Linked DNA regions of Salmo salar: region 1 is linked to region 2. The links are chromatin contacts, called in public Hi-C maps. All regions are on one chromosome and are shown on one strand. The core of a region is the stretch at or near the end of the contact, and the rest is flanking DNA. Distances in the headings are between cores, read along the strand shown.

Region 1 (4,889 bases), core at 383-2,882, 150 kb before region 2:
TCAGTCTGAATTTGATACGTCCAGTCCAGTTTCTCTCTCTCTCTCTCTCTCTCTCTCTCTCTCTCTCTCTCTCTCACCACCTTAAACCACAGACAAAATACATGTATTTAAAAAACTATGACCAACTTAGATTAGAATGTGTCAACAACATACCACATTGACTTTTGACACATCATCGCCACGGTGACCCAGTTATATTTGGTACATTCTTTGATCCTGGCACAGAGGTGCAGACCCTGTCAGAACGGACACACTGGTGTGAGCTGTGCTTGCTCACTGTTAGAGCATGAGGTATCCTATCCGGGTGCCTGGAGTATGACTTATCCACATGGAAAATAACTTCCTCCTCTCTCTCACCTCTGTGTCAATAGATCAGCAGAACTGCACAGTCACCTGAGGGTGAGAAGGCAGAGAGAGGGAAGGAGTTGGCTGGAGTTGTTGGCATTTTCCCCTTGCCTCCTCCACACTGAGTGAAAACATGCTGAGAGGGAAATGTCATCAAAGGGGTATAATCATCAAGCAGTCATTGCCTAAATGCTACTGGATTCATAATGCTGTTATTTATGAATGTGCCAAAAATCTCTCTCTCTCTCTGTTACTGGAGTTTACACGGCAGTAAATCTTTAAATCACAGGCAATCAATACCATATTTCTCCCCTATGCTATAGCCTACCATACTGCGTATTATGCAAGCATATTCAAACCAATTGAAAATGGAAATGAATCATATGGAAATATATAAAGGGAAATTCTATGAAGGAACTGTCATCCCATAAGGAAAGCACTTTGGGGAAACGCCAACAGCCACAGTTACATAAGTGTTCCATCTCCTCCTGTGTTGGCTAAAGAAACACACACACACACACACACACACACACACACACACACACACACACACACACACACACACACACCAAAATGAAAGTAATTACAACACACAGATTACAGAGGGCAGCAACTCGGGCCATGGTGTTTCCATAAAGGCTAGGATTTTCACTTCTGCTCCAGCTACCAGAATAACATGTGGCTGAAATGGCACCCTATTTATTCAAAACAGTGCACTACTTTTGACACGGGCTCTGATCTACAGTAAAGCACTATATAAGGAACAGCGTGCCATTTTAGTTGTACCTGTTGTCAATGGAGTGGCTTGGCCTATGAAGGTGGCATAGTTAGAAGCTGGAAACACACACACACTATGAGGGTGGAGTAGTTGGCTACTGGAATCTCATTATTTACACCATAATTGCCTTATTTACACCATAATAGCCTTGGCCCTGAGACTGGACAGGGTGTACAGGGTGTAACATGATCATGTCACTGAGATGGTTTTAGCCGGGGGACACTCCCTGTGACTCATCTGTACCATCACCCTTCCTCTCCAACATGTCCTGTCCCCCCTGGTGTAACTCCCCTTCTCTTTGCTCATGCGCTCTCTCTCTCTCTCTCTCTCTCTCTCTCTCTCTCTCTCTCTCTCTCTCTCTCTCTCTCTCTCTCTCTCTCTCTCTGCTCATCCATTCTCTCTCTCTCTTCCTCCTCCTCCTCGTCAGCCCTCTGACTCATTCTGCCAGTATCTTATGACACTTTCTGGATCGGCTAGTGCTTACAGGCTCGCAGTAAGTCCCCAGCTTACTCAGCCTCTGAGGCTGGATGTGACCCAAATGGCACCCTATTCCCTTTATAGTGCACTACTTTTCACCTGGTCAAAAGTAGTGCAATATAGAGGAAATAGGGTGCCATTTGGGACACAGCCTCTGAGTACACCACAGTCCGGGCCTGCCGGGAAAGAGAGAGGACCAGGCCAGGCAAGCCCCAACAGAATGCTAATGATGTCATTAACCTCTGAGCCAAGGGGTCAGGGGATAAGTGGCACTGAAAGGCAAAGATCACGTCACTCATTTGCTTGTTAAACGGTGCGTAATATTATTCGTTTTTTATTTATTCTATGTGCTATATTCAACTATAGATGAATTATGAAAACAATTCTACTTCTCTTTGAATTTAGAATTATTTATCTATGTAGAATATGTAAGATACAATTAATATTTTAGATCAAACAAGCAAGTCTGATCATTTCATGATAGATGACTTTCTCCATGCTTGACCATGAGATGGAGAAGCAGGTGTGCTTGCAAGAGTGGGGAAGGACACATTCAAATGTGATATACAGTTGAAGTCGGAAGTTTACATACAACTTAGCCAAATACATTTAAACTCAGTTTTTCACAATTCCTGACATTTAATCCTAGAAAAAAATCCCTGTCTTAGGTCAGTTAGGATCACCACTTTATTTTAAGAATGTGAAATGTCAGAATAATAGTAGAGAGAATAATTTTTTCAGCTTTTATTTCTTTCACTGCATTCCCAGTGGGTCAGAAGTTTACATACACTCAATTAGTATTTGGTAGCATTGCCTTTAAATTGTTTAACTTGGGTCAAACGTTTTGGGTAGCCTTCCACAAGCTTCCCACAATAAGTTGGGTGAATTTTGGCCCATTCCTCCTGACAGAGCTGGTGTAACTGAGTCATGTGGCTCAGTTGGTAGAGCATGGTGTTTGCAATGCCAGCATGGTGTTTGCAATGCCAGGGTTGTGGGTTCGATTCCCATGGGGGGCCAGTACAAAAAAAAAAAAAAATCCATGAAATGTATGCACTCACTACTGTAAGTCACTCTGGATAAGAGCATCTGCTAAATGATGTAAATGTTTCTAGACCTCTGTGCTCACACATGCTTTTTCAGTTCTGCCCACAGATTTTCTATGGGATTGAGGTCAGGGCTTTGTGATGGCTACTCCAATACCTTGACTTTGTTGTCCTTAAGCCATTTTTCCACAACTTTGGAAGTATGCTTGGGGTCATTGTCCAATTGGAAGATTTTTGCGACCAAGCTTTAACTTCCTGACTGATGTCTTGTGATGTTGCTTCAATATATTCACATAATTTCCCTACCTCATGATGCCATCTATTTTGTGAAGTGCACCAATCCCTCCTGCAGCAAAGCACCCCCACAACATGATGTGCCACCCCCGTGCTTCACGGTTGGGATGGTGTTCTTCGGCTTGCAAGCCTCCCCCGTTTTCCTCCAAACATAGCGATGGTCATTATGGCCAAACAGTTCTATTTTTGTTTCATCAGACCAGAGGACATTTCTCCAAAAAGTATGATCTTTTGTGCAGTTGCAAACCGTAGTCTAGCTTTTTTATGGCAGTTTTGGAGCAGTGTCTTCTTCCTTGCTGAGCGGCCTTTCAGGTTATATCGATATAGGACTCGTTTTACTGTGGATATAGATACCTTTGTACTTGTTTCCTGCAGTATCTTCACAAGGTCCTTTGCTGTTATTCTGGGATTGATTTTCTCTTTTCGCACCATGGTACGTTCATCTCTAGGAGACAGAACGCGTCTCCTTCCTGAGCGGTATGATGCCTGCGTGGTCCCATGGTGTTTATACTTGCATACTATTGTATGTACAGATGAACATGGTACCTTCAGGCATTTGGAAATTGCTCCCAAGGATGAACCAGACTTGTGGCGGTCTACAATTATTTTCTGAGATATTGGCTGATTTCTTTTGATTTTCCCATGATGTCAAGCTAAGAGGCACTGAGTTTGAAGGTAGGCCTTGAAATACATCCACAGGTACACCTCCAATTGACTCAAATTATGTCAATTAGTCTATCAGAGGCTTCTAAAGCCATGACATAATTTCTGGAATTTTCCAAGCTATTTAAAGTCACAGTCAACTTAGTGTATGTAAACTTGTGACCCACTGGAATTGTGATACAGTGAATTATAAGTGAAATAATCTGTCTCTAAGTAATTGTTGGAAAAATGACTTGTGTCATGCACAAAGTAGATAACCGACTGGCCAAAACTATAGTTTGTTAACAAGAAATTTGTGGAGTAACTGAAAAACAAATTTTAATGGCTCCAACATAAGTGTATGTAAACTTCTGACTTCAAATGTATGTTTGTTAGTCCTATGGTACCAGATGGTATAGGAAACCATATCCTTGGGTATGGCCCATGGCAAGGTGTATGGACATGCATGGTAATTTAGCATGGCAAAAAAATGTTTTAAACTGAATGCCATTGTTCTTTCTTTTGGTACATTATGCTAATCTCATGCAACTGTAACAGTGTGTTAAATCATCACAGGGAGGTGTCTGAGGCATCATAGAAATCATATGCCATGTCTTCATAGCAGGCAAAAGGGCACGACCTATAATGTTAATGTCACAGTAGACAGCCCCCACACCAGAATACAACTGCGTTAAAGTTTTGATGTTAGCGTTAACCCTTTGATGGCATCCTTGATCTATCACCACAGGGTTGATCACTGTTACGTTTTTTAAAATCCTCCCGGGCCTGCAGAGTGGGAATTAGGTGGGTCACCCCCATGCTAACCCCCTGCAGAGAGAGATGTCCTGTGGATCATGTGGATCTACAGTATAGATGGCTTAGCCCTGAGACTAATGCTAACAGGGTTACTGATGCTAGGCCAGCTGGCCTGTGAACATCTCACCCCCCTCTTGGGAGAGAGAGCAGGGATACAAGCCAGGGAGGAGGAAGGAGAAGTGGTGTAAGGAACCCCACTCTGCTCTGGTGAGGGTTGAGTGGGCACTAGTCACACAGAGGAGGTTCGCTACAGTCAAAGAATACTGCTGACTTTTTGGTTTTCTTACCACATCATACAGTTTAATATGGATTTGAAAGCTCTATGACTCAGTTATACCGGATGTCTAGAGTCTGACCCTGGCAACCATATTCATCAAATCATTTCTGGCAAACGATTAATGAAGACATTTTTTTACCTGGAAACTCTTGGAAATAGCGGGGACCTTGAATTTAACATCCCTTATAAAAGCACAGTTATACAATGAACAAGGACG
Region 2 (4,805 bases), core at 259-2,758:
CCACAAATATGCACCAACAGCTGATCATTCACAAAAGACTCTCAGTTCTAGAATCAGGAAATAGTTCCATTTGAAACAATGAGGTTCTGTTCCAAATATGTTGTTTGCAACTCTTCTATCTTTAACTCAGAATATCACTCAGGTCAAGATGATCACAGAGCTATATGACTTCATCCTATAACTTTGCAATTATGAAAGCACTTCCTCTATCTATTTGGTGCCATTCCGAACATATTGGGAAACTATACAAAGGGGGGGGAGATACCAAGTATGCAATAGCGTAATAACATGGTTGTAAAAATCTTCTGTGATGGAGTTACATTTGAGTGTGGATAGCAATTCACCGTTTATTCATTAATATCAAACTACTGTTAGAATAAAGCATATAAAATGACAGAATAACATGATTTCCTTGATGCACTATACATATGAGATGTTATGGAAAACTGACACCTATATAACAATTTTTGAAACCTGTGTGGCTTCGAGCATAGATAGATAATTAAATAGATTAACTGCATTTGTGTGTGTTTTGGTTCTTTCGCTCAACTGGTCATCATTTCTAAGAAAACAGGATGTTACTGAGAACTAGGACAATCTCTTCAGCTCTAATCACTAAATGAGCAGCCTTGGCCTAAAGGCATTAATCCATCATCCTTCTCAAATGTTTAAGTCACTGACACTGAATCAAATTCAAATATCATTAAAGATTGTTATTCTTTTCTTTCTTTTTTTGCAAAACAAGTGCAAGTCTCCAAGTTTTTCAAACTCAAGTTTCCCCCAAAAGGTAACCTACTCTGCATGAGTGTGCCCTTCATAAAGTTTAAGCATATCTAAATCGTTGACTATGACCATCTTTCAGTTGCTAGACAAACAAAATACTGGACAACTGCTGTGCATTCTGCATAGCTGCGTTTTACCAGAGTGGTGTAGCCTATTTGAGTCATGAGCGATGTGGCACTTGGCTCCCCTTGTGGAATTTAGCTGTAGCCTACTATCTTGCGACTGGAGACGGTGGTATGTTAGTAAGAAATGCCAGTGTGTGAAACTCCGAACAACTTCAAAAAATAAGTTTGTTTCAATGATATAGTCGGCAAAAAAAAGCGTATTTCAAAAGATTCAAACGAAATTCCAGTCATTCTCGCATACTGTTTCAAAAGTATTTGTCTTGTACTGTATGTTGAAACTCTGTCAAACAACTACACAGTGAAACTGTTTACAAAGAGGAAAAATTGTTGCTTCTCAGATGCGCTCTCCGTGGCGAAATATGCAGAGAGAGGCAACTCGCTGACAGTTGAATAGAGTACATCACACATATATATACTTTTCTAAAAATAGCTGTCCAATGAATGTGAAGGAACTACGAGTCAAATTCACCAATAAAAAAAGAGACAGGACCAAATTATGTCAGGAGACGATTATGATTGGTTGGTTGTGATATCATATGCGCGCGGGCAAGCTGATTCGAGTTCATTGGTTAACGTTCCAAAAGCGTAATGCTGTCACGAGGGGGTAGGTAGGTTGCGAGGTTTGAATAAGGAAGTTTACATGGTACGGGCTTCGCATTTAGTTCAGTGTTTGCAAATAGAGTAACTTCATCACCAGTAAGCAGTGGTCTGCCAACGGGGAAGCAAAACAACGCTTGTTTGCAGTGCGTGCTATTTGCATTAGCTACAGATAGGGTTGCATGTGAAATTAAAACAAGGATCTTACTTACCTGTTCGAGATTGACCAATATTTTGAATAGTATCTTGATTCTCAAGAAAAATATTTCAGTGCAGCTCTTTAGCCAACATTTGGGATTTGAAATGGATGTTCTACCCATGTGCAGCATCTTTCAGGAACTTCAGATTGTACATGACACGGGCTACTTTTCAGCTTTACCATCCTTGGAGGATTACTGGCAGCAGGTAACATTTTTATCCGTTCATTTGAAACTGTTTCATTAAACTGAAATAAAGATAATGTGACCAATCAGACTGGCTGTTAGCCTGGCATGACTATAGGCTACATGTGTTCAAGTACGTGCAAACGAATATTAATTTATACAAATGGATACATTATATACTACTAATTACACGTTGTTACGATATTCTACAGCACTTTGTGTCAAACATTTGTTTTCTTCATTTTTAAACAAAATGTAGATGATCAATGTGTCAACTTTTGTTTTGTAGTAGATGATCATGAATTGTAACATTGCAGAAGCGTCAGTAAACTACATACATGCAGAATTCCGTGGCTAGCTGGATGTGTCAAATTCGGCGCGTGTGTTAGAGTATGCGAAAAAAGAACCAAGCGTGGTTCGTATTTCAAGGGATACCTCCGAATGGAGGACTAAACGTGTTATTTAACCGGTTACCCACAGATGCACAAGCTATGTTCTTATCTTGTTTTATACAGATGGCTGATTCGAAGTAGAGCATTGTTGCCCGTCAAAGCACGGCACAAGTCTAGTTCAGTGAGCCAGTGTTTGACAGCTCGGGAATCTCACTTGAAATGAATGAGACCCGACCAATATAATTTCCAGCATTGTAGTGTTGTGATATTTCTGAGCGATGTTATAGGCTTGTTTCTGAGCGATGCTACTGTAAGTAGCCTTCATATCGGAAGTGAATTTGAAAGCAATGATTTGGTTCGAGTAACGGAGTTGTTGTCGTTCAAAATGCTGCGGAGCGGAACTCGTTCGTAAGAGGATCTGATGAAGTAGTCTAACCGGAATGCAGCCAATTCAACAATTTAATTTTGAAAGTGGATACAATTTACACCAATAAAGTGTAACAACTGACCCCTCGTATTAATCATGACGGGACGGCCTCGTTTGTAGTCATTTTTCTGAAGATATTTGCAGTTCATACGTGATTGAAATCGATCCAAGTAGTTTCCTTCAGGCATTTGCGAGTTGGGCACGGAGCCAACTTCTTCCTAGCTGCCATAAGAGATTTAACTCTTTCAACACAGCCACAAATAAATACTGTCGAGACTGGTAGTGGTAAATGTAAAAATGTAATAACTTATTTTTACCAAAGAGAACTGGAAAGGGTATTTTACTTATCAAAACCATAGTTTGAACCAACCATAAGGTTTATATTCCTCTGAAACACATCGCATTAATTTGCATGTCGTTCAGTGGGTTTCAGTATGCTCATATCCACACTATCAAATGTCAGCAGTGACCAATTCCGTGCGAATTCGTGTGCGCATGAGAAGATAGTATTGCAACTGGAAATGATTGGTTTAGATTGTGGAAGGGGCATTATGTGCTTTGCCTGGGGCATAATTTTTTTTCTCCAACTGTTCTTGTCAAACCAACACGCTGCCATACCTCCAAACAGATTACTCTTTATTTTTATGAATACTCAAGATATAGTATCAAAACTGAATTAATGTATTATAACATTGAGAAACTGAGTTCTGGGGGGTAGGAAGGATGTGATTACATGCAATGCATCGTATCAGTCAGTCTGTGGCAACTGAATGAGTCTTGGGGAAGCAGGAAGTTCAGTGGCTTCCTTAAAAGGACACCAAATGTGCTCTGAGTCATTCATTGTACCACAGAACTGACAATGGATATAGTCCCTGTTCCTCCACACATACACACCACTTAGGATATGCAGTTTATGACTGCTCAACTTGCGTATGTAAACATGTAGCCTAGCTAGCTTAAATTTGGTCACAACCATGTGATAGTCAAGAAGAGCCCATTTCTTGTTTGAACATGTGTTTTCGTACTAGTGTGAAGCTGTAGTTTACCCAGACTAACCTTAGCAGGTCTGCCTTGTGAGCCAAAGGAAACAAGTTGCATAAGTTTCTTGTCATAAAACATCAATGAGGTTGATACTGCTTCATGTGTTGGTGGTCTGGTAGCTCCCTGAAATGCAGTACACCTGTGATCTCTTCTATATATTCTAAACATCTGTTTTGTTTGTTCCTGAACCAGACTTGCTTGGAGTTGGAGCGGTATCTACAGAGCGAGCCTTATGTCTCAACGACATCCGACATCAAGTTGGAGCCGCAGGAGCAGGACCTCTGGAGCAAGCTGATCTTGGCCTGCGGTGATAAAGCGATCGACTCTGACCCAAAGATCCCTCTGGTCAAAGAAGAGGACAATCAGGATGGCCAGATCTTGGAAACCAACAGTGTAAACTCTGATGCCAGCAGCGAAGCTTCAGACAGTTCCGTGGAGCTCTCGCCAACACACAGCTTTACCTTGAACCCTCTGGGGTCGGTTCTGGCCGGTTCTGGACCTTTTAGCCCTTCTATCATTAGCACTCCCCCATCCTCCCCAGAGGTCAGCTCGGAACCCAGCATCTCACAAGGCTGGGGAAGTGTAAACACAGAATTGACCTTGCCGGTAAAAGTCCGGACAGGCGGCATCGGAAAGAACTCGGCAAAGTCTGGGCTGGTTGGTGGAGACGCGTCACCGGACGGGAGGAGACGGGTGCACAGGTGTCACTTCAACGGATGCCGCAAGGTTTACACAAAGAGTTCCCACTTAAAAGCACACCAACGCACTCATACAGGTGAGAAAGCAGACATTTCCCTATGCTATCACACCCCAGGCCTCTGCATTGCATAACCTTGGGGCAAAATACAAACCCTGTTGGTGGAAGTGACAGTGATGGTACTAAGTTTCCTTACTTCCTCACTGTTACACAAAAGCAATGTCTTATTTGACTGTCATTCTTTATTTAACCAAATGGTATTGCCTGTCTGGTTAGCTAGTTGTGTAATGTAATTTAAAGAGCCAAAACCAGTTCATTGCGTGTCCTCATGCAGCCACAGAGAGAGTGCCACACAGTGCA

The links. Hi-C and Micro-C count contacts between places; a contact is called where the count stands out from the background.
Region 1: a Hi-C map of muscle shows a contact between it and region 2, with 2.0 times the contacts expected there. The contact joins the enhancer-like site here to the promoter of klf6a in region 2.

What each region holds. Positions count from the first base shown.
Region 1 is chrssa19:16,823,329-16,828,217 of Ssal_v3.1, reverse strand. No RefSeq gene overlaps it. Among protein-coding and RNA genes, the nearest start is that of klf6a, 140 kb to the right of the region's middle. Within about 2 kb of position 1,632, at least 3 of the 13 cell types and tissues checked have an H3K27ac peak or open chromatin away from gene starts, as enhancers often do. A contact at or near this core is called in muscle, where this site is marked.
Region 2 is chrssa19:16,678,201-16,683,005 of Ssal_v3.1, reverse strand. It overlaps klf6a (Kruppel like factor 6a), which reads left to right and starts at 1,508. Exons shown (of 4, transcript XM_014157467.2): 1 at 1,508-1,910; 2 at 3,941-4,523. The coding sequence starts at 1,809.